Linked DNA regions of Zea mays: all the other regions are linked to region 1. Evidence: chromatin contacts called from public Hi-C data. All regions are on one chromosome and are shown on one strand. Each heading gives the region's core, a stretch centred on a gene start, on an enhancer-like site or on the middle of the called end of the contact. The rest is flanking DNA. Distances are from core to core; before and after follow the strand shown.

Region 1 (6,686 bases), core at 1,475-3,974:
TTAAAGTTCCCAATTCTCAAGTCAACATTTCGATTGCCGGCAAGGCAGCAAGTTGCAGGTGCAGAGTGTTCATAGCATTTCAAAAAAAAAAGGCACTCTTCGACCCTTTTTCACAAAACCATCCACTGTCCAACACACTACCGTCAGCTTATGACATACGAAGTGGACAATACCAGCATCACAAATATAAGCAGACGAATGAACGCAAAATAATTGGAATGTTCGACAAAAGATGCAGGCTTCTAGCCCACCAACACTAATGGTCAAAACAGATGAAGCTTGCTTTTTAAATGGTAGCTTGAAGGGATGAATATCTGGTACTGTATGTTAGTGAAGAAAGAAGGGTTCGATACAACATACAGTACACAGTCCAGCTGATGCTATCGTAAAGCATTTCTGAAACTTCACGTTACATTAGATCAAATCGACCTGGAAAGCACGGATGAAGACAACAAACTCTTCGTTGATATTGATGTAATAATGGTATTCACAAAGCACACTGAGACGACACAACATCTTATCCTAGAGTACCTGTACCAGCCAGGTTAGAACCCTGAAATAATACAGAGATATCATAAGAACAGAACAGGAAATACACAGTGCTCAACCAAAGCATACAGCCAGCCAATAGTAGTGAGATGGATAACATGTGCAATGATAACATTAAGCATCATATTCAGATGGTAAACTGTACTTATTGCAAATGCTTGAAACCAACAGAGTTATTAACTTAACTGATATGCAGTTAGCGAAGATGAAACTATGTAACATATCCTAATTTGTAAGGTACTACAATAGATAAAATGGTTACCAGAAACTCTAAAAGTTCCCTAGCTCTACCACTTGCATCCTGCAATCTCTAAATCCTCTTTGGTTTGATGCCTATCTCAATTTCCTTAAGCTTCAGCTCCAGCTCCAATCGCTCATTTTCCAGCGCCATCCTTTCATTCTCCAGCTTCATTTTCTGCAGCTCCCTGTCCTTCTCCTTGCTGAACTTCAGCCACTTGAAATGCCTCTGCTCAATTCTCAGCATCTGAGATTTTATTTTCAGACGCTGCCTCTCGATTTGAACACGCATATAACTTAAATTCTTCTCAGAGGATGGACCACCAGATCCTTCGAAGTTCATTCTGTTCATGTCAATGGCTGCAACTTCTGACAGATGAGACCCACAATGTCCCTCATGATCATGTTTCAGTTTCTCGGTGGCATGAACTCTGTGAGGACCATGATCCTCAGCACCGGCCTCCAGATCGTCATTCAACTCGTCATCCTCATAATCATCATCATCATCAGAAAGCAACATCTGATCATCCTCGTCATCATAGCCAAACAAGCATTGCTTTCCCTGTTCAGCTGGAGCCCTAAGCGCCATCCGCAGGGACCTCTGAAGGACAGGATCATCAAGCAGGCAGTAGCGGTTCCTGTTGTGGTAGGAGCACATCTCCTCGTAGTGCAGATGCTTGGAGTTGAGATGCTTCTTGGCCTCCTCCCTGAGCTTCCCAGATAGGCTCAACTGTTCAAGGAGCTCTGGCTTCTCGACGATCTGGCAAGCCCTTCCCCGGCCGAGGATCTCAGTGAGCCTCTTGTACCTCTTGTTGAGGTCGTTGAACTTGTCCTCGCACTGCTGCGGCGACACAGCGAAACCCCTCTCGGTCATGGCCGAGGAGACCAGCTTCCACTTGCCCATCCTCTTGAGCACGGCGTGCTTCCTCCTCCCGCTGCTGGTCCCGTGGTCCGCGTCCACGTCCTCGTCGATGTAGGACACGGCCGACACCAGCAGCTTGACCATGCCGCTGGTCCACTTGACCCGGTGCCACTGGGAGGCGGCTGCCGCCTTGCCGCGGTCGAGGTGGCCGTCGCCGCCCTCCTCCTCGTCGCTCAGCGAGGCCTTCACCACATTGCCGAGCTCCGGCATCTGGCTCGCGGCGGGGGCAGCGAAGACATCCTGGTAAACCTGGAGCGCCTGGGGTTGGACGGCGAAGTGGAACGGCTGCCCCAGATCGAAGGGGCCTCCGCCTGGGACCATGGTTTGCGGCGGCAAATTTCCCTCCATCTCCGACGAGGAAACACCCACCGCAGCCTCACTGTCTTGTGAACTGTGCTCGTTTCAAAGCCTCACCAAACTCGTGGGGCGTGAGGAATGGCAGCCAGCCAGCCAAAAGGGCGCCGCTTTTTTCTTGGGTGGAGTTTCTTGCGGGATTTCGGGTACGGCAGGCGGAAAAGGCCAAAGCTTGCAGCTGGTTCTTGGAAAGGGGGTCGCAAGATGCACGCGCTGCCGGCTGCTGCTGCAGCCCTGCCCGCCGCACGGCAAGCGTGCGAACGCCAAGAACAGATGGGGACCACGAGAAGGCGAGTAATCCGAGGCAGGAACAGGACGATTAGCGCGAAATTGGACCAGCGCACGAGAAACCCCCTAATCCTCGACCACGAAATTCAAGAATGCGGAAGAGCTAGGATGTGTGGGCCAAGGGAAAACCATACCGACGCGGCGAGGCTGCTGGACGCCGATCCTACGGTCGCAGCAGCAGAAAAGAATGCATGCTCGATGGGAGGAAAGAGAGAGAGAAAGCGAACGAGCGATTCGGCCGAGGAAAAGGAGGCCTCCACCTCGAGGAAATCTGGAACCTTTCCGAGATTTCTTTCACCCGTTCTTTGTTCTCTCTCTGGCTCGGTTGGTGGCAACTGGACTACGCCCGAGCCCAGAGCCCAGGCCGGAGAAACAGACACACGAGGTGGGAGAAGGTGATGACTGATGATGATGATAAAAAGGGGAGGGCTCTAGCTGATGACACGCTGCTAGTAAAGCGGCTGGAGGCTTCCAAAATCGCCCAAAGAAATCAGTAAAATATTTTATACTGTGAGGAAGCACAGGTTGCCAAGTTGGGTCGCAGGAAGGACGATGATTGTGATTCAGTGCAGAGAGTTGGGCTGCGGGGAGTGTGCGCGGCACGCACGCAAGCACACGTCCACACCACTTTTTTCCGCCAGGCACTCCCTACCGCAGGCAGGAGCCTGGAGGTGAGCACGGGTGCCGACGGCGATGCTGACGCCGTGGGCTCCGTATAGGATTCATCGAACCTCGCTGTGGGCTATGGCTTTTAATTAGAACTGTAAGGCCTTGTTCGGTTATATGGGATATAATTTCATCATGGATTTAATCCAGATATGGATTGGGTGAATCCATATCTCACACCCAATTCCATGGTGGGATTAAGGGTCTGTTTGGTTGGGCTGTGGCTGTGGAAAAAGTTGTTGTGGGCTGTGAGCTGTGGAAAAAGCTGCTGTAGGCTGTGTGCTGTTAAAAAGCTAAAAATCGTTTGGTGGAAACCACTAAAAGTCATTAAAAGTTCTTCGATATATGTTTTCACAGTTCCATCCAAAAGCCACTAAAAGCAGGTCCAGGGGTGCTTTCAGTTTTGCACTACGAGAAAGTCGGCTTTTAGAAAAAGCTGCTTCTTGGATCCAGCCCTTTGGTTGGCTTTTGGCTTTTAGGGGGCAAAAGCCAAAGCCAAAAGCCAAACCAAACACACCCTAAATCCATCAACAAATCCATGTGACTTTCAAAGCTAGTTATTCTTTTGATCCATGGATTCTAATGTAAACTTGTGCAATATCTCATGGATTTGTTCCATACCTAATGGGTTATGGATAGAATCCATGTCTTTCATAGTTTAAAAAATTCCCAAACCTTTGGGTTATATTTCATGATGGGTTTAACCGAATAAAAAAATTAAGTAGTCATGGATTATTTTGGGGCATGGATTGAGGCATGAATTTAATTCCAATCCATGCTAATCCAGAGCGGAATTGGTGTAAACGAACAAAGCCTAATTGGGTCCTGGGCACATCTGTGGTTATGCCAGGAGGTGAACCATGTTTACTAATCTACCTAGTCGCGGGCACATCTATGGTTATGCCACACTATGTCTAAAACGATATTTGGGACTAATCCACTTTACGTTCAATCTCAACCTTAGCAATCTCAAAAAATATGAAGTTGGGGTCAACTCCGTTTTGGTAAAGCATCCAAATAAAAAACTCGGTCGGTGGAAGAAAAACTGACTCACGATATTATCCCTACTACTATTAAGAACGTAAGGTGGGGCGCTAGCACTACCACGGTTACGCCCGCCTCCCCCTCCGTGCTCGACCGCGCCCACACCCCAAGCACGCACCCCTGCCCCAGCAACCTCGCTCCCCCGCTGGGAATCTCGACCATGAGATGTGGCCACCACCACCCCTCCTCATCTCCTTCCACCGTGCCCTCGCCTGCCTTCGTCCTCGGCACCTCGCTCCACGCTCGTGTCGCGTCGACATTGCCCCTCTCTGCGTCCATCTCCCCCTAGAGATGGGATCTGGCCGACCTCGAAGTCAGGGGTGGCGACGTTGTCCCACGCGTAGGAGGCGGCCCGGCATCGCAAGGTCCAGAGGAAGGCGTTGTCGTTGGGGCTAAACGACATGCCCTAGATGACCATGCAGCTGGGCATGGTGACATCGAGCACCATCGCGGAGTCCGCTACACCGAGGTAGAGCCCGCGCCCCTCCCTCCCTGATGGCACGAAGCATCGTCCTCTCCGCCCTCGACCCCCAGCCTCTACCCCAACCATCTGCACTAGTCTGTCCCTCCTTGTTGGACATTCGGACTCACATGATCACGCAGGATAGGTCGCCGCATCTGACAGCGGGGCCTGCTAGAGATGGAGCCGAGGGATGCAATCAGCAAATTCGACATCCTCCTTCTTGTGGCCATCATCCTCGTGGCAGCGTTCACCTCCGCACCCGCCATCGGAGGTAAGTGCACCACCTGCAAGACCATTGATGTGAGCCCCCTTCTTTTCCGTCCGCTTGGCTTCGTCTCTGCCTCCTGTCTTCCTTTAGAACTTGATTCCCTTCTGCAAGAACCCAACCCCCAGTATGACAAGGCAAGGACAATATTGTTCTAGCAGGACGATGCATCTTGTACCAGCATCCAAGAAGAAGAATACTAGTGGACAACAACAACCATCGAGTGGTATGCATCCTTACTTATTGTCTAGGATTTGTCAAGAAGGATATTGCAAAACAAAAAAAGAAGCTCTAGAGGGAGGAGATTTGATGGCAGGCACGGAGGAGGCCTAAGATGGGTCGTCCCCCACCGTCGCAGCGACGCCGAGGACAATGGAGGTTCTGCATGACCCTTGGTCACCATCATTCCTCACCAAGACATATGACATGGTCGACGACCTAGCCACCGACCCGATTGTGTCATGGAGCGCCACCAACAACAGCTTCGTGGTGTGGGATCCACACGTCTTTGCCATGGTGTTGCTGCCCAGGCACTTTAAGCACAACATGAAACTCGTCTAGAGGGGGTGATTAGGCAAAACCTAAAATTTATAACTTTAACACGACCCTTGATCCCTCGATTAGTGGTTAGAATAAGATGAACAATTATCGGAGTATAAAACTAAGTCCTTGACTTGCAAAAAGTATTGCTTTCAAAGAATGCGGAATTAACACAAAGCAACACAACTAAAATATATATGGAGAATAAAGCAAGAGGGCTTAGATAAGAAGAGGAATAACACAAGTTCTTTCTTGCAAGGCGTTGCTTCTATATATGAGAATTTAACTTGAAGTAACACAAAGTAATATCAATAAAGAATAGTTCAAGAGAACTTCGAGAGGGAGAAGACAAACAAATCACAAGCAATAAACACAAGTGACACGGGTGATTTGTTTTACCGAGGTTCGGTTCACCAAGAACCTAATCCCCATTGAGGAGTCCATAAAGGACGGTGTTGGTCCTTGCTCTCGGATGCTATACATCAAGAACAAAGCAACACAATTGTTAACGATTAGAGACCTTCGTCCTTCGAAGAATTATCTTCCTTGGGATATAATGATCTTCAGATGAAGGTTATGAAGGGCATACCTGCATCATCTCAGTGAGCGAATATAAATAAAGACACATGAAATACTAAAAAATATGGATAACCATTAAAAATCATTAGATTATTTATATTCTCATTTTATAAACATGAATAAACATCAATGATATCTCTATTACATTAATACCTTCGGCTTGGCAGAAGGTGAAAATGCGAGAGTGGCGCGAGAATGATTACAATTCAGTGTGAACATTACGGTGTTACTGTTCATCTATTTATAGGCACGCGACGCAGCCCGGACAAAATTACATTCATGTCCCTGACATTTACTGCTAATCATAAGGCGAGCTATCTAGGACTAAGTAGTCTTTTCCCCTTTAGGTCGGTTTCATCTTCCATCTTCGTCATTATACTAAGCCAAAGTTCCTTTAGCTTCCTTTAGCCACAGCTTCGGCGTCTGTTCATCCTGCCTTCGGGTTTTTACCTCCTTATCACGCATACCTTCATCTCAAGGCCAAAGCCTCCTGTAACAGTTTATGTTACACTGAAAAACATATTAGTCACGTTTTTGAGGACCTTCGGAAAAGAAAGGCCCCCAATAGTAGCCCCTCGTAGTATTAATTTATTTATCAACAAATTCAGACTGCGACATGAACGAAGGCCTTTAACCAAAGGTCCGAAAAAACACCTTCCCTTCGCTAGAATAGCGAAAGACACTGACATGTAGGGCCCACCAAGTTGTGATGTATTGGGCATATAAATAGGGACTCGCATTGATAGCATTTGATGTGCCATTTCAACTGCTTGCGCTAT
Region 2 (7,623 bases), core at 3,815-6,314, 220 kb before region 1:
GTATGTAAAAAGTTGAGTCTGTCCCTGATCGTCCTCTCGCCCTGTGCGGAGGCTCGGGGGCTGCTCTCGCAAACCCGGCTCCGGCCGAACCGTTGACAGCGTCAACATACCAGCCCGAGAGCTTGGGCCCCGACCGTGCACCCGGGCTACGGCCAGTTCGCATGAGGGAACAACCAGACCAGCCGAAGCATTATGTAAGGCATTAAGACCTCGAAGGAGTGTAACCACTCCTCCGAGGCCTCGGGGGCTACACCCGGCGGGTGCGCTCGCGCGCACCCACCGGAACAAAATGCAACCGAGAAAGGCTGGTCCCCTTGCAAAAAAGTGCGACGAAAGCCTCCAAGCGAGTGCTAACACTCCCTTCGAGGCTCGGGGGCTACTGTCGGGGACCATAATTAGGGGTACCCTCAAGACACCTAATTCTCAGCTGGTAACCCCCATCAGCATAAAGCTGCAAAGGCCTGATGGGTACGATTGAGTCAGGGATCAAGTCCACACGAGTGACTCGATCACGCTTCGTCCGAGCCTAGCCTCGGCCAAGGGCAGCCGACCTCGAGAGACTTCCGTCTCGCCCGAGGCCCCCCTTTTAACGGCGGACACACCTCCGGCTCGCCCAAGGCCTTGGCTTCGCTTAGAAGCAACCCTGACTAAATCGCCGCACCGACTGACCAAGTTGCAGGAGCATTTAACGCAAAGGTGGCCTGACACCTCTATCCTGACGCGCGCCCCGGCAGAGCCGAAGTGACCGTCGTCACTCCGCCGCCCCACTGACCAGTCTGACAGAAGGACAGCACCGCCTGCGCCACTCCGACTGCAGTGCCACTCGACAGATTGAGTCTGACAGGCAGTCAGGCCTTGCCAAAGGCACCACGGGAAACTCCGCTCCGCCCGACCCCAGGGCTCGGACTCGGGCTAAGACCCGGAAGACGGCGAACTCCGCTCCGCCCGACCCCAAGGCTCGGACTCGGGCTAAGACCCGGAAGACGGCGAACTCCGCTCTGCCCGACCCCAGGGCTCGGACTCGGGCTAAGACCCGGAAGACGGCGAACTCCGCTCCGCCCGACCCCAGGGTTCGGACTCGGGCTCAGCCCCAGAAGACGACGAAACTCCGCCTCGCCCGACCCCAGGGCTCGGGCTCCGCCCTGGCCTCGGCCGAACGATCTCCGCCTCGCCCGACCCGGAGGTTCGGGCTCGGCCTCGGCCACGGAAGACAGACTCGACCTCGGCTTCGGAGGAGCTCCCACATCGCCCGACCTAGGGCACAGGCCCGCCACGTCAACGGGAAGCGCCATCATCATCCTACCCCGAGCCGACTCGGGTCGCGGAGAACAAGACCGGCGTCCCATCTGGCTAGCTCCGCCAGATGGGCAATGATGGCGCCCCACAAGATCTGTGACGACGGCGGCTCCCAGCTCTCTTACGGAAGCAGGGCAACGTCAGCAAGGACTCGACCGCTCCAACAGCTGTCCCTCCGCCAGGCTCCGTCGCTCCTCCGACAGCCACGACATCACGCCAGCAAGGTGCCAAGACCTCTCCGGCTGCCACATTGGCATGTACCCAGGGCGCTAGCTCTCTCTCTCCGCTAGACACGTAGCATTCTGCTACCCCCCATTGTACACCTGGATCCTCTCCTTACGACTATAAAAGGAAGGACCAGGGCCTTCTTAGAGGAGGTTGGCCGCGCGGGACCGAGGACGGGACAGGCGCTCTCTTGGGGCCGCTCGCTTCCCTCACCCGCGTGGACGCTTGTAACCCCCCTACTGCAAGCGCACCCGACCTGGGCGCGGGACGAACACGAAGGCCGCGGGACTTCCACCTCTCTCACGCCCGTCTCCGGCCGCCTCGCCTCTCCCCCCTTCACGCTCGCCCACGCGCTCGACCCATCTGGGCTGGGGCACGCATCACACTCACTCGTCGGCTTAGGGACCCCCCGGTCTCGAAACGCCGACAACTTTATTGTTATCATTTATTTTTATAAGATACTTCTGCTATGTAATAATATTTGTGACATTTGTGTCTATACACTTGGTCATTATATGTGTCGTTCTTCTTTAGCGCACATATGAGATGCACCCGGCTTTATCCCTTAAATCCAGGTGTGACAAATAGAACTCTAATTCATAAAGGTCATTTAGGATGCATCTTTTTTTTGGAAATGACTCTCTGGTCAATTTTAAAAAACATAAACTATGGTGTCCTTAGCCTGAATGGGGAAACATATTAGGCATGTACTATAGATTCATTGTTATATTTTCCAATACTTGAGCAGTAGAACACATCGGTGATGGGGTAGATGGGTGGAATATACCATGACATAACTAGAGGTGGATGAGTAGGCGACATTCGTGGAGCCACCTTTCAGGAGGTTTGATCGGCCTTTGCTTGTGCGTAGGTCGCTTCCTTCCCATAGACGACTTTTGATTGTTTTGCTAGTCGATTGTGCAGAACGACCCTTTTATTCGTATATTTAGAGAGAAGTTGATCGAATGTAGGACTAGATTTAGCAGACTTACCCAAAGCCTTGCCCCGATACTGCTTCTCTGTCCCATTCACCTTCATCATGTGGGTTGTCGATTTGTTTCTAACAATATTAGATTGTCTGATTCTAAGTATCAAACTATCTGAAGCACCAGATTGTTTGGTGATAGCCATCTAATTGCCCGATGTACGTCGTATAGGAGAACTCTGTCGATGGCTAGTTTTATTTTGCCCCCCATTACCTCCGATCTTATTAGTGGTCCTTATAGTTCCTTTCTTGTCTAAAGCCTTCTGAGTGGTCATTCCTTGTGATAGATTTGTTGTGCGAGGATCACCGATGACTATGTTCTTACCCTTGCCTTTATCAGCCATCTCCAGCCAAATTAGGACCTTCTTGCCATTCATCTCAAGTGTATTGATGGGGAACGACTGTCTGTCAATTTGCATTCCTTGGAAAACCAATCGGCCATCATTTATAGCTGATTGCATCTGCCAATGGAAGACAATGCAATCATTGGTGGCTTTAGAAAAGGAGTTATGCCATTTATAATACACACGCATTTAGGGCATGTATAGTGGTGTTTAATGTAGAGGCTCTTGAGGTGTTTAAATAGGGTATTTGCAAATAAATCATGGAGTCGTCTCTCCGCGAAGAGACGTCTCTGGCTCGTAACCCAAGTAGCAACACACGGCTCACTTCCCACTGTATGAATTCGTCATCTGTTCTATTGGTCCGATGTTATATAAACGTATTTACTTCTATATTTATTAATATACTACAATTATAGACACTCCATTGTACAATAGAGTCTCTTAGTTGTCTCTTGTGCTTGGAGAACCGTTTTGGTGTCTCTCCACTATACATGCCCTTACAATTCATCTTTCGAAGGAATTGTGTGAGGCAGTTTAATGTTACCGCTCTTGAGTAATTCATCAAATATCTTGTCACATTTAGCAACATTAAATGTGAATTTAACTTCTCCTTGTAGATTCTTTTGAACCGGCTATAGGGACGAGCAAGAAGAGAGTCTCAGCGACATATAAACTCTTTTGGTTCATCATTTGAGCTACTACCGTCATGACGCTCATTATGACAAGATAGTCCTTTGCTTCAACTTTCGTAAGGTCGGAGGCGAAAAATCGCCGGACCATTCATGCGGATGTCGTGCGCCCGCGCCCCGCCCAGCGAGCGAGCGAGCACGTGTGTTCTTCCTTTTTCTCTCTCCTTGATAGCTTCAACCAGGTGAAGACAACTCAACAACTAGAAAAATCGCCGGACCATTCACGCGGATGTCGTGCGCCCGCGCCCCGCCCAGCGAGCGAGCGAGCACGTGTGTTCTTCCTTTTTCTCTCTCCTTGATAGCTTCAACCAGGTGAAGACAACTCAACAACTATTTAAGTTGGTCTCACTAACAAGGTGGTACTAAAGTCCCATTGTATCATGCATGTGCGAGTGAGTCTTTAGGATTTATATATCGGAATTATTATTTAGGCCAAGCTAAATTCTGTAACAACAGGAACTAAAGCTTAGTGGTGTATCCAAACATCAAAAGTGGTGCGATGTTCGTTTGATGATGATTGTATAATCGCGTTACCAGTAATTCAGTATCATTATGTATAGAAACATACACCCGCATGATGACACCATGATTGAGTCCTTTCCAGCTCCTTGGTTGGGGACAAGGACATATATAGTGTTGATAGCGGAGTGTCATTTCGAGGGGCGAGATTCGTATGCGATGACGCGCGCGACGAATCCAATCCGGGCCGGTGAACCCACGTTTCATGGCGCTGGTGCAGAGCTGGGAGTTTCGTGTCAGTGGGTGGCAGGCAGCAAGACAAACGAATGAAGCGAGAGCGAGCTCGGAGCTGGGTGAAGATTTCCGGAGCTCTGAGCAAGGGCTGCACGCTCTATTTTCTGGCGACACCGAGATTCTCTCGACGGAAAAGGTCGTCGGTGAGTGGGAACCAAAGCAAGTGCGTGCGCGCCCGTGCCAGCCATTCATGTCCCAATTATCGGGCCCAAAAAGGCGCCCTCGATACCCACCCCATCGGAATCCCTGCCGGATCCCGAACACCGAGCGAATTCAAAGGCCTTCGAAGCCGTGACCACTGACGAGACAGAAAGAAGCCTCAAGCTGCACCGCACGGTTCCCACCTCCACTACTGCGTCTGCATGCACTGCCTTGTCCGGCGTCTAGTAAGCTGAGCTCTCGTCCCTGTTTAATCACGACCTGCTAAGGTCTGGGCGATTAGATGCAGATCTGATCATGGATTAACATAACCCTTTACCCCATCATCATGGTGGTCGAAAAGTGGCCAACAAAGCCTGCTAGCTCCTGCTTGGCTTTGTTGTTGTTACCTAGCGGCAGGCTTTGCTTTGTGCTCACCTAGCTCTTGACCTCTTGTGCTCTGAGCTCCGGCGTGGAGGGTGGTGGTGGTGCCAGCTGGGCTTTGGCTTTTAAGCTGCCCTCTCCAGCCTGCGCTCCGCCCGGCACCTGCACTCAGGTCGTCACCCAACCCACCCAGCGTCCAGTCTCCAGTGCTCGGCTCGCCTGCTCCCCACCATCGTGTGCAATCCTCGCTCCCTTCTTCAACAACAACGCCCTCAAAGGCTACCGCTCCACTAGCTTCACCACTCTCATTTGCAGATTGCAACACCAGCAACTCATTGCAGCTTTCAGGAGCTGAAACAACGAGTGGCAGTGTGGGAGAGCGCACGGTAGCAACTTGAGAAAGGGAAGCAGGAGCGAAATGGGTGCTGCGACGACGCTGCCCGGCAACGCCGGGCCCGTGCGCTGCTCTCGCACGTTCCTCGCGCTGCTGCTCTGCTTCCAGCTACTGCACACGTCGTTGGCCCTCAAGGTAAGTGGTACATCGATGTGCACGCACGCCCATTGTTTGGCTGCATGCGCTTCCAGGAGCAAGCCTAATAACGACGATGCGTTTCAGCTGCACGGCGTCGGCGGCTACGAGGAGAAGAAGGTCCCGCTGGCCGTCATCGTGCCGGACCCCTCACCGGAGCTGTCGGGCCTGTCCCCGGCGCCGCTCGCCGCGCCGGCGCCGGTCCACGGTGGTGGCGACGTGCGGCCGAGGCTGCCGACAGAGCGGTGGCGCCGGGACAGGGGAGAGGTCCGGCGCGCCGCGCACCCGCCGGCCGCGCCCGCGGCCGCACCCGAGCCCACGGCGGCGCCGTCGGCTGGCCCCGCCAGAGCCCCCACCGCCGGGGCGCCGGCGCCGGGCTCTGGCGACGGCGGCGCGGCGTTCATCAAGAGCAGCCCGGCCGTGCCGGTCCCGCGCGGCGTCACGGACACCGACACCGTCCTGCCCATGCCCGCGCCCGGAGAAACGCGGCAGGTGGGTAGTGTGCTGCGGTGCACGTAGCGATATATCTCACGCCGGCGCGGCCCGTTGCATTCGCATTGCATGGTTCCATTCCATACAGCATCCATCACCGTTTTACGTACACCGCCTTTAATACTTTCCCATCTCCATTTTATTAGTAATAATAGCTTCCTTTTCTCAACAGTAACTTTTAAAAGTATTAGTATTGGAGGGCAAAGGTGGAAAAAAAAACTAATCACCTCATGTTCCATTTTAACTGCGTCACTCTCTGTTTGTCTTGTTTCTTAATGAATGATGATGTCCTAACTAATTTTGTGTGGTTTTCAGGAGGTTGGAGGCGCCAATTCAGTTGGAGCCGCCTGTGTAATGCCGCTGCTGCTGGGGCTCATGGCTATGCTGATGCTGTCTTTTGGGATCTAAGCAGCATGCAGTTTAGAACTAGCAGTCGCAAGAGAGATCTATCAAAAGATTGTTCCTTTTTATCTGGTTTATTGTTTCTTTCTGTGCCGGCGCCGGCGACCCTGACCCCTCTTCTAATCCTATGTAAACAAAGTCGTCAAGTCTTCCTTTTATCTGCCACATGCACGTTGTCTCCTGCCATCCTCTTGATACTAAAGAGTATTGCATGCATGGTATATGCATTATTCAAAGTTTCATACTACAGAGCATCTCCATCATGAACTTTAAAAAAAAAAATACCTGCTTATTTGGTTAGAAGGGGATTAGAGACTTCAATTTCCTCCTAACCAAATAAGCCCTAACCTATATTATTTCAGGGTGTAGATTAAAGACCTTGGTCTAGCAGTACTTTTACTTCGTCTCTCACATTTGAAAAGCCCGCAAACCACCCCCTTCGCTGCCGTTCATGGGGTTCAACGTTGAAGCAGTTTTTCCGTCAGCACGACTCCCTTTGCTGCCAAGGCAATCTGGCATTTCTCCCCTCTCCCGACCGCTTCTCTATATGAACAACAATGAAACCGCCCAACCTCTCTTTTAACGACCAAGTGAAGCTGACAGTTGCTCCATCTCAACCCTTTTAGGTTTTATTCAGTTATTTCCATCCCACCTGGATTAGAAGGGATTGAAAAAATTTAAGCGAAAGGATTTTGACTTGCTATGGATTAGCGAATAAGCCCTTATCCGGCGAACCTGCCAAGATGCTCCCCCTTGACATCCGCTCCTCCTCGACCCCCTCCTCCATGAATCCACTCCTCAACGCATTCTAGGTTTGGAAAGGTGACCCGACATCCTCTCCAGCCACACATACCGCTCCTGATGTCTTCTTCGACCCGACGAGGTGGGCCCCTCTCTGACACCTCCCGGTTACCGCCATGGCTCCTCGAGTCGACGCAAGCTCCTGACAAGGAACCTCAGCAAGGCTGATGAGATTGAGGATTGGAAAATTGAGATAACAAGTTTGTCTCTCATATTATGGGCCTGTTTGGTTCTTCTGAATAAAGTTTAGTTCGTGTCATGTCAAACATTTAAATATTAATTCTGAGAATTAAATATAGATTTAACTAGGTTTAATAAACTCGTGTCTTCGTTTAGGATTTTTGTTTAATTAGTTTTATAACTACACTATATTTAATACTCATAATTATCATTCAAACACTCAATGTGACGGGGACTAAACTTTTTAGGTGGAACCAAACACCCTCTTAGTGTCGGTAAGAAAACAAGATCTTTGATTTGAGACCTCTTGCTGGAACAAGCAAATGAAATAAATATACTCTTAAAAATAAGAAAAAAAAACTATTAAATCAGAAGTGAAAACACTGTACTGTAGATGCTCTTACT
Region 3 (7,153 bases), core at 1,264-3,763, 190 kb after region 1:
TTATATATTCAGAATATATATATTTCATAAAAACTATAATAAATTAAAAATATAATATTTATAGATAAAATTACTCAAATTTAAAGAATAAGTCATTTTCGTCAAAAATCTATTATTTAAATAGAATGGGCTCTAAAAAACAAAATATTTTTTCCAAATACCTACAAGAAAGTTATTAACCTATCAAAAAGCCAGATCATTCTTATTTTTTTGTAAAATAAGATTTTCATACTAACTTAAATCCAAACATTAGATACATCAAACAAAATTTATGCCTTAACATAAATACATCAAACACTTGATAAGATTTTATCTAATTAAAAAATTGTTTAATTTATTAAGATCAATGTTTCCTTATTTGAAACCATAACTATTTTTTATTGAAATTAATAATTAATCTAGGTTTCTTTTACTCGACAGATTTAGGGTGTTACAAACTCGTTCAGCCAAAGCAGCATAATACATAATTTTTCTATATAAATATGACATGCTGCTATCAGTCGTGCCGGACCGAGCGAGGTGTAGACCATGGGCCATGTAAATTTCTTTTTTTTTATTTTTGGAAAATTCTGTTCAATAGATTTTAATTAAAATTCATAGTCGTTGGTCAATACAATGTTAAACCGATTTTAATACTGATTCCATTTTCAAAAAATACTGTTTTCATTGAATCGTATCAAAAAAAATTAAAAACAGTTTTCTAAATTTCAAAGAAATCTTAAACCATTTTCATCCTAGAGCACAGTAACTGGAACTCGAACAACGATTAAAGCTAAGCTTTAAGAGAGACACTTTAAAAATTGGGAGGCAATGTTGTAGACCTGACAATTAGCAAACTTCGGAGGCAATGTTGTAGACCTGACAACTAAAAATTCCATGTCTCACAATTCACACATTGATTCCACCACATAAAGATAAGGCTGTCTCCAGCAACAGCCTCTATATCCGTCCTTTACAGTATCCTCTACAAGATTTTATTCTCTATATTTCCTTACTCTCCAACAATGTCCTCTAAATCACGTCCTCTATACGTAAATACCTATATTAGAGACATTTTTTATTTTTTATTTTTATACATACGTATTTGTCATACTCTTAAATGTATTGTAAATGTTTTAGTTTTGTTAAACCGGTTATTTAAAGTATTCAAGTGGATAGAGGACCGTTTAGAGAAACTCTATATATAGAGAATCCAGCAGCGTCCTCTAAATTTAGAGGACCGTTTAGAGGACGTTGTTGGAGAGCATAGAGAACCGTTTGGTCCTCTATATTTAGAGTACAGGAGGCTTTAGAGGTTCTTGCTGGAGCCAGCCTAAGCCTAGAAAGTGTGTTCAAAGCCTAGAATTCACTCGGACCTGTTTGTTTTGTTGTAATTGAATTCTATTTTAATAATTATAATTTAGATAAAACCAATTAAATTTATATATTTATATATATAATATATTTGTATATTACTCTAAATCATATGATAGAGATAATTATATACTACATTTATGTTATAGTGAAGTAAGTAAAAGAGTGTGTTATAAGTTATACATAAAAATATAGTATATAAATCTATAGAATCAATTTCTATCTCTCAGCTCATAAATTTAAGATAGACTTATACGGTCGAAGGTCACATCTTAAAAAAATAACCTATTCTGTTAATAAGATTACAATTCCGGAAACAAACGAGACATCAGATTTCTTTTTTAAAGCACATTCCATTTCCATTAAGATAGAGGGAAACGCCACTTCAGAGGCACCGGTGCAAGAACAAGCAGATTAGAAAATGCAACTCCTAACACTACGAACACCATCATGCGAACAGAAGGAACCGAACAGAAGCAAGGATTCTACAAGCAGAGACACAGAGGAAAGGCCCAACAACGTGGACGACGACAACGGGAGATCAAGCCCTCTCGCCCCTGATGCGGCGCGCGAGCTGGATGTCCTTGGGCATGATGGTGACGCGCTTGGCGTGGATGGCGCAGAGGTTGGTGTCCTCGAAGAGCCCCACGAGGTAGGCCTCGGCGGCCTCCTGCAGCGCGGCGACAGCGGAGGACTGGAAGCGGAGGTCGGTCTTGAAATCCTGCGCGATCTCACGGACGAGGCGCTGGAAGGGCAGCTTGCGGATGAGCAGCTCCGTGCTCTTCTGGTACTTGCGAATCTCCCGGAGCGCGACGGTGCCGGGGCGGAAGCGGTGAGGCTTCTTCACGCCACCGGTTGCCGGCGCCGACTTGCGCGCCGCCTTGGTGGCCAGCTGCTTGCGGGGCGCCTTGCCGCCCGTCGACTTGCGCGCCGTCTGCTTCGTGCGGGCCATCGGAGATTCGGTGCTTGGCGCGAAGATGGGCGAGCCGAGCCGGCGGTGGATTTGGGAAAGAGTTGGTTTGATGCGAGGCGTTCGGAGATTGGGATGGGGTTGGGTGTTTTGTAACCGGAGCGGGGAGCCGGGAACTTTTTCGAGAGAAGGGCTAGCCGGCTAGGTGACGGAGTGGCATTGCGCGGGAATGGACGGCGCCGATGAGGTGGAGGCGGAGTGAGGATCCGCGTGATGGGTGGCTCTGGGCTCCTATTGGCTACAACTGAATTGGGGAGGATCGAAGGGCCTGTGCTAGTCGATCGGTGCAGATGGTTTTCGGCTCCTTTGAAAGCCGCGCAACCTCGCCAGTTTGGTTTGGCCGGGCGCCTCGATGAAAATCACAGGCATGCGCGAAAATGAGAGTAGGCGGCAGGATCTGCAGCAGATTGCGGAAGTGAAAAAATTAAGGATATGTTTGGGAACAAAGTTTTTTTTTCTAGTTCCAACGCAACACCGTGATTTTTAATAATATTCTGATATTTTATTAAAAAAGATGTTTAACAAAGGTTCCAAAAATTATATATTGAAAATAATAATTGTTAGTGACACCAAAACAGGGTAACACAATTCGGCGTGTTTGGAGGGAAAGTATTTCAAAACCATGGTTTTATGATATTGTAGTTTTAAAATATCTTGACACAACCATAATATTTTTTACATCACTCCAAGGTCCAAGCATACTTGTTTGAAGACAAAGTATCCCAAGCCATGATATTTAGTATACATGTGAAAGAAGTCGGTTATAGACAAAAACTTTGAGTTGAAGTAGAGTTTCAAATGCTCTAAAATATCATGGTATCTATAAAGATATGGTATTCAAAATAAAGTTTTTTACAAGGTAGCCAAACACCTCTTAGTAAAAAATATCATGGTATTCTCTAATATTATAATTTTACCTCAAAACTTTAAAAATATTTTGTTTCCAAACACCCTCTTAGAGGTAACAGATCTTCGTCCCCAAATCTATCCAATACATAAATTGAGTGATGAAGATTATCATTATCAAAGACCTTCGAATAATGCAATAAGAATGTCTAAGGGGTATCATTATTACTTCGTGATACTGTCATGCGCTCGGGCCAAGGAGCCAAAGCTTCTTAGCTTCACCTTTGTGTGCGCGTCGTCCAAACGAAGGTCCCGAACGAATGTGGACTTTATTATTACTTCAAAGCACCTGAAATAGACTTAGAAACAATTTGTGACTTGATGTTTTAAGAAGTTTTGGCAGGAGAAGGCCCCCAACAACAGTATTACGAATATACTAGTAAAACCACAATATTGGAGACTTTGGTCTAGACCAAAGTTTTCCTTGTTGTGCGCGAAAATGTGGTATTTGTGAAACTGTGGTATTGGAATATTTTGGTTATTGTTAGAGTGAATTTGTATCTGGTCCTTATTGGGCCTTGGGTTCCTGTTAGGTGGCCCATTAGGGACTCCTCTTTATATTGTACAAACTCTCCCTTTAGATGAATTAGGGTTTACAACATGGTACGAGAGCCAAAATCTTTTCCTCTCCTGTAAACAGTCGTTGGCTCCTCCCAGCCGCCGCCGCTAGCTTCTTCTCCCTACCAACCGCCGCCCTTCCCCTGTCATGGCCGACCGGCCACCGCCCCCAGGGGCCTTCCCTCCCCGGCCTTCTTCCTCCCTGGAGCTGGCCCCGCGCCTTCTGGTCATTCGTTGTCCTTGGAGACCGTCGGGTTTCTCCCTCGTTGCCACCGGTGCTCCGGTCGCAGGCAACCTCTGCACCGGCGTGACCGTCACTAGTGCCGCCCCCTCTCCCCTTGACATGGCCCCTCCCCAGTCGGTCGCGGCCAACCTCGGCGCCGACACCCCATATCCCCTCGATGTGGCCCCTCCCTCTACGGTTGTAGTCCCTTCTGGCATGCCTGCCCCTAGCATCGCTTCATCTCACCTCGACGCGCGGAGATCTGGTGTGGGAGGCCTCGGCGCAGGTCCCCTTGCCCCGGACGCGTGCAACCTTGGCTCGGGCCGGATCTGGCCATGCCAGCACTGTCACACCCAGATTTAAGGGTAAACAAGTCTCACGCATATAATGACTCATGGTACAACAATCAATGTTATATCTTTATTATATAATAGGGGTTATGTACAAAATAACTAAATAATTATATCATATGAAGACAACGATCCTCTGCAACCATAGTTGACTAGGAGACGATAGCCTAGACCTCTCACGAACTCATCACGACATCCTTCATGCTCCTCATTTTGTGGTACCTGTTCTTGACTTAGGCGTGAGTACAGCAAGACTGAGCTCACATACGTTCATCGTTCAACAAGTTGTGGGGAATAATGTGCATAAGCTCACTTACGGTGGGAGGGCTCATGTGAAGTGTAAGGCTTACTAAAAGGAATAGTTAAGGCAGAGCATTGCTTTTAATATGTTGGTCAAAATTTTATTAGCATTTACTAAGTATAAGTGTATACCAACCCAATTAAATAAGAGATCACAATTAATAATAAATCTCACAGTGCATTGCAAATGACAGATTAAGTTTAATTCCATAAGTTAATCATGCGAGAGTCCTGGGTCGCTCTTGACCATGAGCACGATTGATATACCAGTTCTACACTCTGCAGAGGTTGTACCCTTTACCCACAAGTCGTGTTACCCATTTGCCAAGGGATCACAACTTCCCATTCATCTCTACCGAGGAGGAGTGTTTTAAATAGCGGGATACATAGTTTATCCCCACCCTTCTCAAACTTGCAAATATCGAGATACATAGTTTATCCCCACCCTTCTCAAACTTGCAAATATCAGGATATAGCGGGATATATCAGGCTAAATATCATAACTTTTCACTAGTAAAAAGGATATATCGGTTGTTATATCTAGTTATTTAAAACCTTGTTGAGGAGACAAGGAAGGTTCCCACTACGAGGCCTTTACAAAGTTCCACTAGCTTCAAAAACCGCTATTGTTTGTGTGAGAAGGGGCAATATAGGAATCCCTCATTCGAAAAGCCATTGCAGCACGATCGACCTGAGAACCTCCCTATACTGGCAGCTCCTCGCACCATGGTTGCCCCTTTTGGGTAAGGTAGTCCTCCACTAGCTTTCCTAATTAGTCCGTCAAGGGCGTCCCATTCCACCCTTGTGGCAGCACTGTTATCTCAGGTTAAGCTCCATGTTCCAATTAACACAATAATCTCCTCACACATCGGACTGTCCGGCGCTTCGTGCGGAGCGTCCGGTGAATTAACACAATAATCTCCTCACACGACGTCTCTACCACCCTGGTCGCTACCCAAGCCGCTGTGACGGTCGCTCATCGACGTGCGCAGGACACCACGCGTGCCTTGGAGCAAGAGCAGGCAACTGCCAATGCTCTCGATCGTCCGTTCACTGAGACTTATCGTCTTCTCGCGGGCAAGGGTGTCCAGGGCATCACTCCACCATCATATCACGACAGCACCAGTGACTACACCCCCTCCGACGTCTGCCACAACCATCTACAACATGCTTCACACATAGGTTTCGGGGATCCTCAACATTCTGGTGCGTGTCACCGATGTTCTCGGCCACGACTCCCTTCAGTACGCTCGATGGCTCCAGCAGGTTTTGCAGATCTTATGTTGATATGCCCTTGAAGCCTACGTCCTCTCCGACACCACCGAGCCATTTAAGTCCTGGTTTTGGATGGACTAGGTGGTGCTCACCTGGTTTTTCGGCACCATTATCGCTAAACTGTAGGATATTTGTCGATGAGCTGGACAACACTGCTCGCTTGGTCTGGGCCGCGTTCGAGACTCACTTCGTGGCAACTACCAGGCCCAAAAGCTTTACCTGGAGGCTGCCTTCCACCAGCTCATTCAGAAAGGACCTATCTGTCACTGAGTATTATCGCCAGATGAAGACGCTGGTGGACTCTCTCCATGTCCTTGGTGCTTATCTCATGGATGAGAATCTTGTCCTCAACGTCCTGCGTGGCCTCAGCCCTCGCTACGGGCACCTGAAGGCCATCGTCAAGCGCTAGAAGTCGTTCCCCACCTTCGAGCAGGTCCACAGCGATCTCCTGCTTGAGGAGCTCGAGTACACTGCCAACACTCTCGTTGCCACGACCCTCTACAGTGCCACTTGGACCACTCCTTCGAACGTCGGGGGGTTCCTCACCACCCCTCTTCACCTTCGCCAGCCTCTAGAGCCCCTCGTTAGGTTTCTAGCTCCGAAGGTGGTCGTGGCGGGCGTGGCCACAAGGGATGTGGCAAGGGTGTTCAGGGTGGTGGCCATGCTCTAGCAGGCAGGGTGGCGCTCAATGGCCATCCTTCTACAACCCGTGGATCGGCACCATCTCTATTTAGTCGGGGTCGTCCGCGGGTGTCTCTGTGCCACGTCCTACCGCCCTATCGTCGGGCTTCCTCGCTGCTCAACCACCGACGGTGCCCCCTCTGCACTAGCCGGGGCTCTTTCCGCTCCTGGTCCCTATAGCCCAGCCCGAGTGGGGTCCTTGGGGTGGCGGGTGGGACCAATAGTCCTTGCCCGCTTCTTCAGCATGATGACGCTCGCTCCGCCCACCAGTGTCCTTGACTAGGTGTCCGACTCTGGCACGTCGTACCACACCACTCTGGATGCAGGTATCCTTTCCTCCACCTCTCCCCCTCACCCCTATCTCCCTTCTTCTATCATTGTCGAAAATGGGTCTATCCTTCCCATCACCTCAGTAGGCAATGTGGTCCTTCCCGGTCCCTTTCGCTTAAACAATGTCCTTGCTGCTCCCAACATCATTCAAAATCTTCTTTCTGTTCGTCAGTTCACTACTGACAATTCTTGTTCCATGGAGTTTGA
Region 4 (7,181 bases), core at 2,410-4,909, 230 kb after region 1:
GGGGAGCTCACCTCGGGGTCCAAAATCCGGTGATCGCCGTCTCCAAACCCTAGGGCACCACGGGGAGGGAGAGGTGGAAGAGGGAGAGGAGAGGTTGTTGCGCGGGAGATCCAAATGAGAGAGAGAGAGAGGAGGGGGGGGCGCATGGGGGGGGTTTGGGCGCCGGGGGCGCGCAGGCCGGGGCGGGCCGGGCCGGTTGGGCTGGGCTGGACTAGGTTGGGCTGGGCCGGGCCACTTCGCGGATCGAAAACCCACGACGAGCGCGACCACTAAACGGAATTAAATCGCGAACCGAAATCCGGAACGGAACGAGACGAACATTCAACATCAGACAAAGAAATGTGCTTCGGCATGATGCAACACCCATGACACTTAGGTTTTGGTTTATACATGACACGGACACCCGTCGCTATACTGGTTTGAAATTGGGAAGAAGGAGCAAACGAGGAAAGAGAAAAGAGAGTAACGCCCGAATTTGGTGAGAGAAAAGAAGAAGAAAATTCTACCCCCAAATTCAGGGCGTTACACCCCCGAGGTGAGACGCCTTTGCCCATGCTTAATTTCCCTAGTTTCGCTCTGTGCTCGGCCAATTTTGGCATCGCCGGTGCTCGACCGTGGCGGTCCACCATGCTCGCGCGGTGGGCGGCCAATTTAGCCAGGTCTAGTTCCCCGGTGTAGGTTCCTGTGTCACCCCTGCCCCTGCTGAAGCTTTCCCAAGCCTTAACACGCCTCAAGCCCCCTCCCTGTGGCCGGAATGCCTCGCTAGAGTTCCTCCGGTCCGCCTGAGGCCTTCTCTCCGCCGTACTCCCCTCTCTGCCCTCAGATTCGTGGCCTTTTCCCCGCCATTGAGTTCGCCGTGGCATCCTCTCCCTCTCTGCCCAATCCCGGCGACCTGGGGACCCCCTAGCACACGCCTGCCTCAACTCCGGCGACCTCACCGCCACGGAGAGGAGCAGCGCCACCCGCAGTCGTTCGTCCCTCTCTGGTCTGATCTCCCCCGTCCGATCTTGATCGCACGGCCTAGATCGCGGATACCGCTTCGCGCACGCGCGCCCTACGCCCCTGGCCCGCCTGTTAGTGCCCGTGTTCCCTGGCGCTAGGCCCGTTCGGTCAGTGCGCCCTCCCCCTCCGTCGCTGACATCCCCTGGCCCGCTTATCAGCACTCGCCCGCCCGCGCGCGCTCTCGACCGCAGATCTAATCTCGGCCGTCGGTTTCTGATCTAACGGTTAGAATCACCCGATACCCCTTCGCGCGGTAGTTTTACTAAAGAGATCCTCGGTTTGTTTAGAATCAACCCGCCATCCCTGGTTTTCGCACGCAGGCCCCTGTAATCTTGCAGATTGAACCCTATACTTTTAAATATTGATAGAACTAGACCTAATTTCATATTTTGAATTCCCAAACTTGTTTATTTCATATCTTTTTCATATGAACTCCAAATTTGGTGATTCAAATTACAAAATGTTCATAGGATTATTCTCTGTTTAAATAAAATAGTTTCATTTACTGTCTGCACATTCTAATTTTTATGATTAAGTATGAACTAATGTAGGTGTAGATTTATTTATTTAATAAAATAAATAAAAGGAGAACCCTAGAGATTTAAACATGTTTAATCTTGTGAGATTAATAATGTGTATTACATGAAATCATCTCTGTTCTAATTTTTAGGTCACAATAAAATAAATTGAACTATGTTATGTATTTGTGAGTAACACTTAGAGAAATAATAATCTATTTTCAAATGAAGTTAGTTTATGTTATAGTTTATGTTATACTTTGATCTTATTATTCCTTATGTAGTATTGTGTCTTTTTAAGATGTATTCCTATGTTTGTACATGTTTGGTGTGCTGTTCATTTGTACTTTCCAAATGTATTGAGTGCATGTTCGCTTTATTTAGACAACGAGCAGTCCGAGGTTCCTGAGTGTGTTGTTGGAGACCTTCTTGAGCAACAACCTGGTGAAGTCAAGTGTCCTCTAACCTATTATGTCCTACGTACTTTATAATCTATTGTCCCACATTACATTACTTAAACCTAAGGATTGACTAGTCTGTATTTATCTTATCCTTGTTTACCTTTTGGGTTATCATGGTTAGCATTTTGCTATTGCCTTAACTCTAATCAATGAACATGATGTGAACATTTATGATACAATATTGTTATCCTGATTATGTTGATGATCTTGTGATACTCTAGGGGGCTCAGGCCTTTTTCTTGAGTACCTCTCCGTAAGGACCTGTTCGTGGAGTGACCACCCGAGATAATAGTGCAACCATGAGGGTGGAATGGGACGTCCTTAGCTGATTAATTAGATGAACCTGGGTGTGTAGTTGGCTTTGCCGGAGGGCCGTCAATGGGAGTCGGGGCATAGTGCTCGCTCTGCCGAGGGGGGGGGGGTGCAGAGGTTCATTCGATTTGGTTTTGTTAGTCACCCACCTTGGGGAGGTGTACTGCGTTTGTACGACTGGCGAAACCTAACGAGCAGTTATGCACTAGAGGAGTCTTTGTAAAAGCTACGTAGTGTATCCCTGACCATTCACCTCGGTAGTGAAGATCGGGTCTGTACAACCCAGGCTAGAAAGGGATCACGACTCGTGGGTAAAGTGTGCAACCTCTGCAGAGTGTTAGAAACTGGTATATCAGCCGAGCTCACGGTTAAGAGCAGCCTTGTGATCCTCTTTGATTAGAATAACTTTGGATACTTATATGATGATGGTTAACAATGATGTTATAAATTTGATCTCTGGTATTTCCTCTTTTGAGGAGTACTTTTGGGTAATAACTGGGTTTATTACTAAAACTTGGCTCTACCAATAATAATAAATACTTGACCAACTAAAAGCAACTGCTTAACCTCAACCCCACATACAGCTAGTCCACTTTAGCCAAACGAGACATTTGCTGAGTACGTTGATGTGTACTCACCCTTGCTTTACACACCACCCCCACCCCAGGTTGTACCCATTGTACTCAGTGCTCAGGAGGTGATGCTGGCAACATGGAGGACTTCGAGGAGTTCTACGACTACGACGAGTTTTAGTCTATCTTATTGGCAAACCCCCAGTCAGCTGCGTGTGTAGGCTTAGCATCTACATTTCGTCTCTCCGCACTTTGATATTTATGTTAAACATTATGGCTATGTATTAGACTCTGTGGATGTCTCTGACACATGTATTCAGCTCTCTTAGGATTACAACATATGGTGGAGTCCTCCTCTATTTATAGTGCAAAGTTAAGGTTTTGGTTAGATGGGCCATATGGGGCGTCAGGGCCCAAGACCAGTTTCTCAACAGGGCCGACCTGCTCAGGGAACCAGGTCGATGGAATTCTAGTTGAGTTTGTTGTGGTTGGGCCCGATTTGGTCAGAGTGATTGGATCAGGGAACTCTGTTTGGTATGATCTGGTTGGAGTGACTCGATTGAGAAAGTAGGTTGGATTTTTTATGGTTTAGTCCGAACTAGTCGGGTTGACTAGGTCGTGGTTGCCTTGCTCGAGGGTCGTCCTAGGCCATACAAAGTTCTTATTTGTTAGAATGGTTTTTTGTGTTATCTTAAAACTATTGCTTAAAATTATTAGAATAATTAGAATAAAGTAATTAGAATAAAGTTAAAGCCGTTGCTTAAAATTGTTTGAGTAGACCTGTTGAGACATTATTATCAACAATTCCTGATAAAAACAGACCCACTTCCTCTGATCCTCTTCAACCCACCCACCGTGGGTTCGTCCAGCCTTCCGGCCTTCCCCCCCGGTGGTCATCACATCTCCCCCAATTCGCCGCCCCCTCCGACCTCGCCGTACTCCTCTCGCTCCGGTGAGTCCAGATCCGTCTCGTCGTTCGTGATTCATGTGACTTATGTGCTTTTTTCTTTCATTCCTTAGGGTTAATCGCTGCTGTCTTCTGCAGTTGAAGTAGCCTCTTCATCTGCTCGCCGCAGTTCGTCCGTTGCCCATGTGAGTAATCCGATATGATGATTCACCTCCATCCATACTCTGTTGCTTGCGTTCTCCTCTCGCTGATCTGTATCCAAGCACCGTGCGTGGATCGACCGGGTTCCCGCTGACGATGCTCGGATGGTCGTGCCTCTAGAAATTCGTGGATTTACTTCCTGACAAATCCGTGAATGCTTGTTTATTCCCTGAGAAATTCGTGGACTCAATGTAGTGGATTTGATAGACGAGCATGAGGCGCGTTGCTTATTGGTGCCGAACGTTGAATTACTTGTTGCTGGGTCTACGGCATTGACAGGATCGTCAGAATGACGCATGGGTCACCACTCACCAAACAAAATGTTGCATCGGCTTTGTCTATGTGTGGTTCCTGATGTTTGTGTTTGTGCCATTGTTCTTTGTTGTGAAGTGTGAATGCTTTCATCGGTACTGATCAGTGTTCTAAAAACTGTTTAGACGTTAGGAAGAAGGTTAGTCAGCTTGTAGCATCTAGTCAGGATTATCCGATGGCCAGTTATTAGGTGTTAGGCACAAGAGTGGTGTGTAGGCAGCGTATGAAGTAGTTATTAGAACAGATGTGCTTATTCTAGTTTCCTTCCATTGCCTCTAATTGTTATATTCACTACTAAAAGTGACACTCCTAATAAGCTTCAATTGTTCCTAGATGCTTCCTCAACTCTATCTCCATTCAGCACAGTTTTTTTTGTTAGAATAGTTTAAAAGCAAGTTGTTAATCCTCTGAATTATGTGAACCTCTTTTGCCAAGCTTGACATGGAACAAGTGTTAAAATAGATTTGGTTTCCATTGGTTGGCAATCAGCATGTCGTTTGTGTTGGTCACTTGTTCTCAATTGCTATACACAGTTGAAAACAAAGCAACACAATGCTAAAAAGGTAGTTAACCTTCGTCCTCGAATAGTTACCCCTTCGGGATATTCCCTTCGAAGACGAAGGTTAAACTTTACTTAAATGAATCATACGAAAGTATAAAGATGAAAACACAAGAGATATACAGAAGGTAAACATGTTGACTCATCTCAGATTGTTTTGACACTTCATTTCTTCCTTCGCACGTAATAAGTTTTCAATCGTACCTTCGGCTCCTCGGTGTAAGCTAGAGCGAATGTATTCTGGAGAATGAATTACACAGTGCAATTATCCAGCCTCCAAAAATGTACTTTATGCAGTGCACTGTTCATCTATTTATAGGGGAAAGTACAACTTCATATAAAATTACAAGCATGTCTGCAAGACCGATTTACAAATAGTGCGTGGGTAATAATGTCTTCTGCCTCTAGTAATAGTGTTGTCATGATGAAGCTAACATCTTCGTCTTTCTCCATGTCCTGCTCCGAAGGTATTTAGCGTCGAAGCACCTGCGACACTTAAGGATATATTGACAACAATAGTTAAATGTGTTTTTGAGGACCTTCGAAAGACGAAGGCCTCCAACAGTTTGTAAACCAAAATGGTACACATGCTCTTTGGTTTGATGTTCGATAGCTTAGTGTATTTTTGCAAGTGTTGTTGAAAATGTTTTCGTGTGCTAAGAGGTTCCAGAAAACTCCATCTAGAAAAGCAAGCTACTTGTATCGTTTTTTTCAATTAATTAACAACATGTGTTGATGCTAGATGGTAGTTGCCCTTTTTTTAATTTGATTTCTTGTTGTAATCTCTGCATCTTGCGTTGTGTTACAGGGCGGATGAGGAGGTAACTGATCCAAAGGCGTTCCTAGAGGAACGTTCAAAGGCTAAGTGTGTGTCGCAGTGGTATGAATATCAGGTAATATAATTCTATATCAGTTTTTGGTTCTTCATTTTGTATTGGCTGTTGCTTGTTTGCGTGCGAACTTGATTAATTTATCTGTATAAATGATACGTCCTATAAACTTGCTAGAACATGGTCTAAATATGAAGAGTGTTTTTGGACTTCTGTTGAAATCTTTATCTGTTGTTTTTGTTTAAGTCAGGTTTCTCTTGGGATATACTTTTGAGCCAAGTTTGTAGGTCAAAATATGGTCTGCTTGTAACCTTCCCTAGAAAGAAAATCTGTTTATATTATATTTCTGTAGATTTTTATACTTTCTCAATGACCTTTGGAATAGAGAGTTCTATTATTTGTTTTAGCAACTATATTTTGCCCAGAGAATAGTAGTATTGTATAATGTAAAAGGTGGTGAGTAAATGTGGTGAGGCTACTTTGGACCCCCACCTGGTTACTCAGTGAGACAACCCTAACAAAAGCTAATATTTTGCCGAGAGAATAGTCATATTTTACCGAGACAAGACTTCCTCCCGCAAATGTGGTGAGGCTACTTTGAACCCCCACCTGGTTACTCAGTGAGACAACTCTAACAAAAGCTAATTAAATGATCATGATGAACACTTGATGGTGAATCTGCTAGTATAATTCACAGATAATATATCTTAATAGTAAATATATTAATGTATAGTAGTGGTTGAAGTCTTATAAGTTTAGCTCAGCATTTAATGGTTACATATAAGTTGGACCAATGGTGTAATACTAGTGGCCACCTTGTTCTGTGCTCATGTTGCAATTTCACAATCCTAGAACTTCATTTTTTTGCCTGTTTAATTTCAAGAAATTCTCCATGTGTTATTTACTAGTATAGATTATGTTATCTTTGGCTGTGATACTGGAGTATGAGCTTATGAGACATACGTTGTGCACAGAAATGTGTTAAGAGGATTGAGAATGACGAGACTGGGCACAAACACTGTACCGGCCAGTACTTTGATTACTGGAAATGTGTTGACAAGAATGTGAGTGCTTCTTGCTTATGTATGGCCATTTACAAAAATCTATTAATCTTGTTGATGTGGCCAGTACTTAGTTTACTGAACAGTATCTTGTTTTGGTTGTTGCTACTATGCAGGTTGCAGAAAAACTCTTTGAGATGTTAAAATGACAAGAAAAGTTTTCCCTACTTCAGTTATCCACCCAAAGTTGGTAATAATTGTATCACTTGTGTGGCCTATAGACTATTAAGGCGCTCAATATTTGTTAGAGAAGTTTTGCCACTTGGGTAACACAAATTTTCCACTGCCAGTTTGCATTTCATTTCTGCTACTAGTATTGAACCAGCAGGTTTCCTCCTGCATTGTTGGATAAAAAATCCATCGAATATTTACAAGATTGTGGCTGATTATTAAATGCTGTAATACACCTTAATTGCTTTTACGGTGTATTTTGAGGAGCACATAGC

Evidence for each region. Hi-C and Micro-C count contacts between places; a contact is called where the count stands out from the background.
Region 2: a contact with region 1 is called in a Hi-C map of tassel, with 3 times the contacts expected there. The contact joins the promoter of LOC100275534 here to the promoter of LOC100382163 in region 1. A contact is called at or near these places in 2 of 25 Hi-C or Micro-C datasets (ear and tassel).
Region 3: a Hi-C map of ear shows a contact between it and region 1, with 2.7 times the contacts expected there. The contact joins the promoter of LOC103653610 here to the promoter of LOC100382163 in region 1. A contact is called at or near these places in 3 of 25 Hi-C or Micro-C datasets (ear, endosperm and tassel).
Region 4: a contact with region 1 is called in a Hi-C map of ear, with 3 times the contacts expected there. The contact joins the promoter of LOC100277290 here to the promoter of LOC100382163 in region 1. A contact is called at or near these places in 5 of 25 Hi-C or Micro-C datasets (ear, endosperm, leaf and 1 more).

The regions. Positions count from the first base shown.
Region 1 is chr4:117,773,799-117,780,484 of Zm-B73-REFERENCE-NAM-5.0, reverse strand. LOC100382163 reads right to left here and starts at 2,724. Exons shown (of 1, transcript NM_001174923.1): 1 at 675-2,724. The coding sequence starts at 2,056. The coding sequence ends at 860.
Region 2 is chr4:117,999,473-118,007,095 of Zm-B73-REFERENCE-NAM-5.0, reverse strand. It overlaps LOC100275534, which reads left to right and starts at 5,064. Exons shown (of 3, transcript NM_001149591.2): 1 at 5,064-5,343; 2 at 5,431-5,835; 3 at 6,151-6,400. The coding sequence starts at 5,233. The coding sequence ends at 6,243.
Region 3 is chr4:117,581,322-117,588,474 of Zm-B73-REFERENCE-NAM-5.0, reverse strand. It overlaps LOC103653610 (histone H3.2), which reads right to left and starts at 2,513. Exons shown (of 1, transcript XM_008680464.3): 1 at 1,626-2,513. The coding sequence starts at 2,305. The coding sequence ends at 1,895.
Region 4 is chr4:117,544,576-117,551,756 of Zm-B73-REFERENCE-NAM-5.0, reverse strand. It overlaps LOC100277290, which reads left to right and starts at 3,659. Exons shown (of 5, transcript NM_001365094.1): 1 at 3,659-3,817; 2 at 3,911-3,957; 3 at 5,653-5,737; 4 at 6,649-6,738; 5 at 6,852-7,181. The coding sequence starts at 3,956. The coding sequence ends at 6,884.